3 separate regions of the Rattus norvegicus genome follow, and all the other regions are linked to region 2. The links are chromatin contacts, called in public Hi-C maps. All regions are on one chromosome and are shown on one strand. Each heading gives the region's core, a stretch centred on a gene start, on an enhancer-like site or on the middle of the called end of the contact. The rest is flanking DNA. Distances are from core to core; before and after follow the strand shown.

The links. Hi-C and Micro-C count contacts between places; a contact is called where the count stands out from the background.
Region 1: a Hi-C map of the Rat2 cell line shows a contact between it and region 2, with 10 times the contacts expected there. The contact joins the promoter of C5h9orf85 here to the enhancer-like site in region 2. A contact is called at or near these places in 4 of 12 Hi-C or Micro-C datasets (the A7r5 cell line, the Rat2 cell line, Schwann cells and 1 more).
Region 3: a contact with region 2 is called in a Hi-C map of the Rat2 cell line, with 11 times the contacts expected there. The contact joins two enhancer-like sites. A contact is called at or near these places in 6 of 12 Hi-C or Micro-C datasets (the A7r5 cell line, the Rat2 cell line, Schwann cells and 3 more).

The regions. Positions count from the first base shown.
Region 1 is chr5:108,882,377-108,885,123 of GRCr8, forward strand. C5h9orf85 (similar to human chromosome 9 open reading frame 85) reads right to left here and starts at 1,419. Exons shown (of 1, transcript XM_039111101.2): 1 at 3-1,419. The coding sequence starts at 1,360. The coding sequence ends at 893. All of the region lies in intron 3 of LOC108350998 (a long non-coding RNA gene), which reads left to right.
Region 2 is chr5:108,738,200-108,740,899 of GRCr8, forward strand. All of the region lies in intron 1 of LOC130062807 (a long non-coding RNA gene), which reads right to left. Among named protein-coding and RNA genes, the nearest start is that of Mir31, 25 kb to the left of the region's middle. Within about 2 kb of position 1,267, at least 4 of the 93 cell types and tissues checked have an H3K27ac peak or open chromatin away from gene starts, as enhancers often do.
Region 3 is chr5:108,960,480-108,963,179 of GRCr8, forward strand. No RefSeq gene overlaps it. Among named protein-coding and RNA genes, the nearest start is that of Mtap, 28 kb to the right of the region's middle. Within about 2 kb of position 1,427, at least 10 of the 93 cell types and tissues checked have an H3K27ac peak or open chromatin away from gene starts, as enhancers often do.

The sequences.
Region 1 (2,747 bases), core at 169-2,668, 140 kb after region 2:
CATTTTCTTTTTAATTATTTTTTTTCACGGCTTCCCATTTATTTCAATGGTTCAGCAAATATATACACCCACATACATGTACATATGAATCATACATACATTAGTAGAACTTAAGGCACAAAGAAAACACAGTAAAACATTAAAATTCAGAATCTAGTTAAAGAGAGCCACTTCCTGTAGCTTTGGGGTTTTACACACACGGGCTCAGACTTCAACAATCACATGAAGCTAACTGACACTGATTACAGTGAAAGCCTGACAGTAAAGTGACAACTCAGGATGATGGAGTCTGGGAAGGATAAGCGGATGGGGAAGAACTTCACAGGGGCTTCTGAGACTGCGAGTGTCTCCACTCCAGTATGAATGCTGGATGTTCCTTTCTAGATAGTAACTATACAGTCTATGCATTTTTCTAAAAATATATTTCCAAACCTGGAAAAGGTTAAAAAAAATGGGATGAAGTATATAAAAACATTTTTGAAGGAAAATCATTACATAAGATTATGTGTGTGTGTGTGTGTGTGTGTGTGTGTGTGTGTGTGTGTGTGTGTGTGTAACGGTTTGCTTGGTAAGATTTAAGGGGACTTTTGCTAAAGAAGTCATACACCGAGGTCAGGCTCCAGAAGTGTCCTCTGAGCTAGTCATCTTAGTTTTCCATGAGAGAGTTCTGATACAACCACCAATTCTTAACACATTAGGTAATATGTTTTTCTAAACAATTTCTATAGGTTTTATACGACATGCCATGGTGTGCCCACACATATTCTGCATATGCAGCTTGTGTTACTGTGAAAACCTGATACTCAAATGTTGTAAGTGACTGACGTTGCTCCTGAGCCAGTTCTGCCTACTGGAACAGCCTTTGCCGACGCCCTCTGCACCTGAGCTGCGGTCAGGCCTGAGTGTCCTCGTCCTCGCCCTCTGAGTCAGACTCAGCATCTAAGTCCTCATCACTGTCTTCCTTCCGTTTGCAGCTTCTTCTATGGTTGGAACCTTCACTTTCAGTATTTTCTGAAGGTTCTGGTTCTTTATTAAACGGAATAACAATTTCTTCTTCCTTTCCACATTTTGCACAAACTTCAAGTTTGCAGGCACATGGTCTACACATTATGTGGTAAGAGTCCTTTACTGTCTTCTGTAAACATTTAACACATTTCTTAGGCTTTGACAGTGGTTTGTATTTGCTGTATTTTACACGCCATTCAAGAACTTCTTTGCAACGCTGACATACTCCATCATGAAGTTTTGCATTAATTTTCTTGGTCTGAACACTCTTATCAAACTTGTCATTTTTGAAGGTGAATGTATTCTGGTGCTTCTGAGGCCGGGACTGAGTCACGTTGCCTTTCTGGGAACTCATCACCAAAACACAAGCACCATAAGTTGGTGCAGCCCTTAAGTTACAGTTCTTTTTAATTATTAAAAAAATAAAAGTATGTCAGAGATTGCTCTAGAAACTGGGAATATAACAAAGGACAAATAAACAGGGAAAAGAGGACATTTGTTTACGATAATGGTGATGAGTGCTTTTGAGCAAAATCAATCAAGGAAAGGGTAATGAGCAGGAAGATGAGGTGAACCTTCAAATAGGGTGGCCTGGGAAGTCTCGCTGACAAGGAGACATCTAAGAGAAGGCCCGGGAGGGGAATCTCTGTAACTTCAAGGGTAGAAGGATGGTGGCTCAAAGGACAGTAGACTTGAAGCATACATTATTCATATACAGGCAGTGGGACCAGTATGGTGATGATAGAAACAGAAACAAAATGGGAAACTACAGGAAGAAACTCAGAGAGTTGACAGTGATGATGGCCTGAACGTAATGTACGAAGATTCGAGTGATTGCTATAATTTCTGTATTGCTTTTATTATAAACATTTGATTTCCAATCTCCCTGGAAAACAAGTATGATTTGGCAATGCTAACTTGTGTATTACCACACTGTGACAGCAAAACTAAGAAGCAGTTTTCATGAAATCCCAGATCTTTTCACTTCCTAGTGCCCGGCAACCAGCCTGCTTCCTTCCTGTTTACTCCCCTATAAAGGAAACTTTAATCGGTGACTACAACACATAGAATTATAGAGGTTACTTGGGCCTCTACATAGCCAAATATAATAAATGATTCTGAACACTGGGGATCTGGCTTAGGTTGAGAGACCATATTGCTGTATAAATCACACCATGTAACGAGAGTTTCTGTCTCAGTACAGCTGCACATCCAGGTATAGAGAGCACCAGGAACATGGGGGCACAGGCAATATGTGGGTCAGCATGTTATGAACCCAGTTATTCTGTTCAGCTGCGCTCTGGGCTTCCCAGGCTTGCCCTCTGATAAGAAGTTGGTTTTTAAACACTCATCTTATTTGTTTCCGTTTTCCTTTGCATTTGAGCTCTATTGGGCGAATACTGTTGAAGAATAGAGTTTATGTTAATAAATGTGTGTAGGGTGACAATAAACAAGGAAATAAGGGTAAGGGAGAGGTTGTTGTCCCACAAAAATATCACAATATAGAAAACGAACAGTCAGAGTTATGATAAACTTGATCCTCAATAATTACTGGTAGCCAGAAATTGTTCCAGACTGAGTGTGAATTCCACAAGGTTCGAAAAAGATCAAGTGACCTACATAAGAACAATTTTCAATTTGTGAGAAAATATATCTTACCCACACCTTATGACTCAGAGGTATTAATTTTTATCTTCCTGACTCCGGTAGCCAAATGTTAGGATTGAGTCAGGCAAATATTT
Region 2 (2,700 bases), core at 17-2,516:
CAAACAGGAAAAATCATCTTGAAGATTTAGTACTTTACAAATTAATCCAATTGGTCTGGATTTTACATTTTCCTCATTTTATTTTCATTTATTTCTCTTTTTTCATCAAAATATTCTCAGTTACTGGTGGTTGAAAGTGATAAATCACACACACACACACACACACACACACACAAACTCCATCTTTGGGTTAATTTGACTAAATATTTAATAAGATCAAGAGGACTTAATGAAATTTCCCTTTTATATAAAACTAGAAATTTGTCTCCAGGAATTAAAATGCTATAAAATTCTAACTGCTTCATTACTAAAAGCAAATGGAAGCTAGACATCCTGCACCAATCGAGGCAGAACTATTATCTGTTACTTTGAAATGCAATCCAAACTTTTCCTTTGCTTGCACATAAAACCTCATCCTAATCCCATCTCCAAAGACAAAAAAATAACAACAGTCCTGAGGGCTTTAATCTGTCATTGGAGGCTATCTGTCGGGTGTAGAGTGGTGTTTCAGAGTTACTGAAGTCAGGATGAAAACTGGGATTTACTTGTTTAATTTTTTTTTAAGTTTAATTAAGTTCCACGCTCTATCCATTAAAACAAAAGAAAAAAAGGAAAGCCAGTTTTGAGTTATGGCACAGGACAGGACAGGAAAGGACAGGAATCACCAAGCAACAGAATGACCAGCAGGAACGTGAAAGTTCTGGCTAAAGCTACTGGAGTTCTCGTTTTTTAAAAGGCTCCACTCACCTGTAGAGCCAAAGAGCTCAGACCTCCATCCAACCACTCACATTTTAATCTGGTTTTGCTTTATTTCAGTGCTGGGGATTGGACCCAGGGCTTTGAGGGTGCAAAGCAAATTCACTGTTGGTATTTAAGACTCACAAAAGAATTTAATAACTGGGGTTGAGATGACCACTAAGCGGCCAGGCTTAAGTCAGGAAACAGTTAACAAGCTCCACGCGTGACTCAACAGTGACCTGTGAAAGGGAACGTGCACTGGTGCACCATAATTCAGCAATCTCAGGTTGTGTTAGGTGGTAGCTCTCATCCGTGGGACTCTGAGCTATCGGTCCCTTGCCTATAGTAAAACCTATAGTTTAGAAAATTCTAAACAATTTTCAATTTAGAGGTATAGAAATAGTGGTCTCGACTAGACATTGAATGTCATATTTAAATCAATGAGAAAAAATCACTTGGCCCACATGTTCTGGGGCATGACTTTCAGGGCTGAATTCTCTTAGGTTATCCCACACACATTCAGCTTACTAACATGGTCAAAGTCTACCTGAAATGGACGGAGATAATTGAAGGTATCGATTGTCAGGTTAGACTGGCTTTTAAACATAGTAGGTTTCTCCCACCAGCAACCCCACTAAATGGCATCAACTTAAAACGTAATGAAGACAATCCATAAAAGAATTACCTCAGCAGAAGAAAACTTTGTTTTTTCCATCTTCCGAATCATATGAATCTCTCTCTCTCTCTCTCTCTCTCTCTCTCTCTCTCTCCACACACACACACACACACACACACACACACACACACTACAACATGAACTGTAAACAACTCAAAGTAAGTGAAAAGTCTAAATGTATTCCTGAGCCACAGACTCCTACACACTATCTACCCTAGAGGACTTATAATTAAATCATACTATGTCTTGATTTCGTCCCAATTACTTTGAAAGCAGCTTCAATAAGGCTACAGCCTATACACAAAAGGCCCTAATTTCCCCATCTGGGTATGAGTCTTTTAACTCCAGTTGTTATGCCCCTGGCAAGGAAGTACAGCTGAGTTGGACAGGACTAGGAGAGTCCACGGGCTGGATTTGCTGTGGCAAACTAACTTCCACTTTGCAAATGGCAGAGCTGACTCTTGTCTTTACTGTCTTTTCTCAAACTCAGTAAAGGGCTGTGGGTTAGACTCTCAGACTTCTTGTGAATCTGTGTCGTGAAAACTCAGGCTTATGGGGTAGAAAGAGGATCGACACCCATTGCTTGTTTTCTTAACGCCCCCAACCCCCCAGTTTCTAACACCAGAATGCTGTGTCAGAGGCATCGCAAGCAGGGAACGGAAGTGGGCCAATGAATAGCATAGTATGAGCACTGACAGTCAATGTAAATTGTATTTTTAAGTTACTAGAACTGTTGTTTTGCTCAAAATATCGGTGCTATTTGTGATATTAAAATAATGGTGTCTCAAAAGAGTATTTCTTTTAACATAGAAATCACTTAGTGAATTCTGTGTAATTTGTAAGTTGGCTTCAAGTGCTCAATAGCTAGGATCAGCTAGAAAATACGAAACAGGACATATTTGATAAAACCAGGACCAAGGTTTCAAGGGTTTTGGAAGAGGTTCCACCCTCTGCTATCATGCACGCTATAACTCTATATTGCTTAAAATGTTGATTACACAATAAAGTTGAAAATGCTAGAGAATCAACAAGTAAATCTTGACCCTAAACTAACTCTACCTTTTAACCTCTTTACCCCTGAAGTCAACACAGATTTCCCCCATACCCATGTGTATTACTTCCCTGCTCATCTCAAACCTCCTCCTGATTATGAGTTTATACACACACACACACACACACACACACACACACACAAAATATCCCAGAGTTTCCCACACAGAAAAGCAAGGCATGGCTCCGGCTACAAATGTAGCAGAGGATGGCCTTGTGGGGCATCAGTGGGAGGA
Region 3 (2,700 bases), core at 177-2,676, 220 kb after region 2:
GTCCCTGGCCAGTCAAGCCAGCTTTGTTTGGCTTTCTCCGTTTGGCAGAAATTGCTTCAGCTACTGATGTCGCTTAGTGGGCAGCTGAGAAGGGCAATCAAAACATAAAAGGTTGCAGTTCCTAAAACATGGAAACAATATTTGAGGAGACAAAAAATGCTAATAGCCCTGATTGTTGTTTTGTTGTCGTTTTTCATTATTCGTTGAAGTTTTCATGCATTCATATTCTGTGTTTTAAGCATTGTCACTCAGCGTCCTTGGTCTCTTTCATCCATCTCCCTCCCTCCATCCCTTCTTTATCTCACAATATTGCTCCTACTTTGCTGTGTCTGAGTTTGTTGACCCACTAACATTAATTAAGGTTCTTTGCATAAGCATACGTGGGGGCTCATTGACTGGAACAATTTATCAGTGGTTACAGCACTGACGGAAATGACAACCCTCCAAAGGCACTCACCAATTTTTCCCATAGAGTCTCAGTGAGGGCTGAGACCTCATGAGCCCCTCCCACTTGCATGATGACGATCAAGCTAACCAGTTCATGAGTGTAGTGGCTGTGTCCTGTCCACAAGACACGTTTAAAGTAGCATTCTTCCACAATCTCGGGCTCTTACCCTTCTTCTATGATGTTCCCAAAGCTGTGTTGAGAGGAGGGGATCTAGATATCCCATGTAAGGCCAAGCCTCCATTTATTCTCAGCATTTCAACAAGTTGTGAGTCTCTGTGTTAACTAACCACTGTCCAGTGCCAGTGAGGTTTCTCTGAGGAAAGCTGAGAGCCTACTTGATTTGAATGAGACAAGGTCTGGATATGACCCAGGTTGGTTTTGAACACCAGGTTATTTTGACCTCAGCATTGAGATCACAGATGTACACCCCTAAAAGCAGTCTTAGGGACCTGATTTAATCATTAAATGTTGTATACACATATTTAATTAAACTACAATCCACAATAAATACAAGTAGTATATGACAGCCAAGACATGTATGAAAGGAAAGCCTCTTGACCTATTTTTAAAAGACACCTTGAATGTTCCTGATGGGGGTCTCTCCTACAAAGTGCAAAACAGTACTCTCTTGAAGGCTATATTGAAGGAGAATTATATATAATTTATGACAAATTAAATTTAATATGTATAAAGGCTATATTGCTGGGCTGAACAGAAAAATCACATATTAAACACATGACATCATATGTAACTTCAGGATATATGATAGGACACCTGATAGTTAACATTTTCTTCTAGAAAGTCTAGTGTCTTACATTCACATTCTTAAAAGTTGTACTTGCGAAAGACATAAACAAAATTTCCACTAAGACAAAGGACATTTTTCAGTAAGACATTATTCAACATAAAATCTGTGACAGCTAATCTGGACAAAGATCTATGAATAATATCCCAGACCTCAACTTCTAAGGCTGGAGGTATGTTTGAGTTGAGTCAGTGAGTTTGGTTTTCCTTCACATGACTGTGGGATATGTGGCTGTGAGCATCTGTTGCTGAGCGGGGCAATAGAACACATGCTTTGTGAAATCTATGGGAATGGGGCTGGGGCTTAATTTGAATGTCAGATAGCACAGGGACCCCTATGGAGGAGTTAGAGAAAGGACTGAGGAGCTGAAGGGTTTGCAACCCCATAGGAAGAATAACAACATCAACCAACCAGACACCTCAGAGCTTCCAGGGACTAAACCACCAACCATGGGGACTCAGGGCTCCAGCTGCACATGTAGCAGAGGATGGCATTGTCTGGCATCAATAGCAGGAGAAGCTCTTAGTCCTGGGAAGGCTAGTTTTTTCCAGTGTAGGGGACTGCCAGGAGTGCTGAGGTAGGGGTGGGTGGGAATGAGGGGGAACATCCTCATAAAAGCAGAGGGAGGAGGGATGGGAGAGAGGGGAACAGAGAAAGAGGATAACATTTGAAACATAACAATTAACAAGGTGTAACAATTAAATGAGATAATTTATAAGAAATGCTTTTCTACAGAGTTTACATGCCATGCTGTTCTATAGAGTCTGGTAAATAGTTATCACGACTATGACCAACTAGCTGCCATGAAGCAGCCAAGAAGATTTGCTTTGGCTCATGGTTTTAGGGGTCACAGTCCATGGCGGCTTCGAAAGCAAGTTGGTGGTGGCACTGTGTGCTGAAAGTTGGAGATGAGCAGGCTGCTTCCAGCTTCCTCTTTTTGTGCTTTAAATTCAGTCTAGGACTCTGCTTGTGGAGTGTGATGGAGTGGCATTCTGCAGACTCTTTAGACTTAAGACTGCAGAATCAGCTCTTTCAAAGGCCTCTGAGATGCTGACCTAGGACTGATGAGATGGCCCAATGGGTAAGGACACTTGCTGTGCAAGCATGGCACCCTAGATCAATTTCCGGAACCCATGTGAAGGTGGAAGGGGAGAACCAATCCCACAAAGCTGTCCTCTGACCTTCACGTGCTATAGCATGTGTGTTCTCTGTCTTCCCATCTCTCTGTCTCTCTGTCTCTCCTCTCTCTCTCTCTCTCTCTCTCTCTCACACACACACACACACACACACACACACACTTAGACTCAGGTACATAATTAATAATTCTAATATAATAAATTTCTAACATAAATTAATTAGATACAAAAAATAAATAAAATTCTGGCCTGCTCTGCAAATTTTAGACAACTCACACAACCAAAACAAGATATATGCACATATATTTATA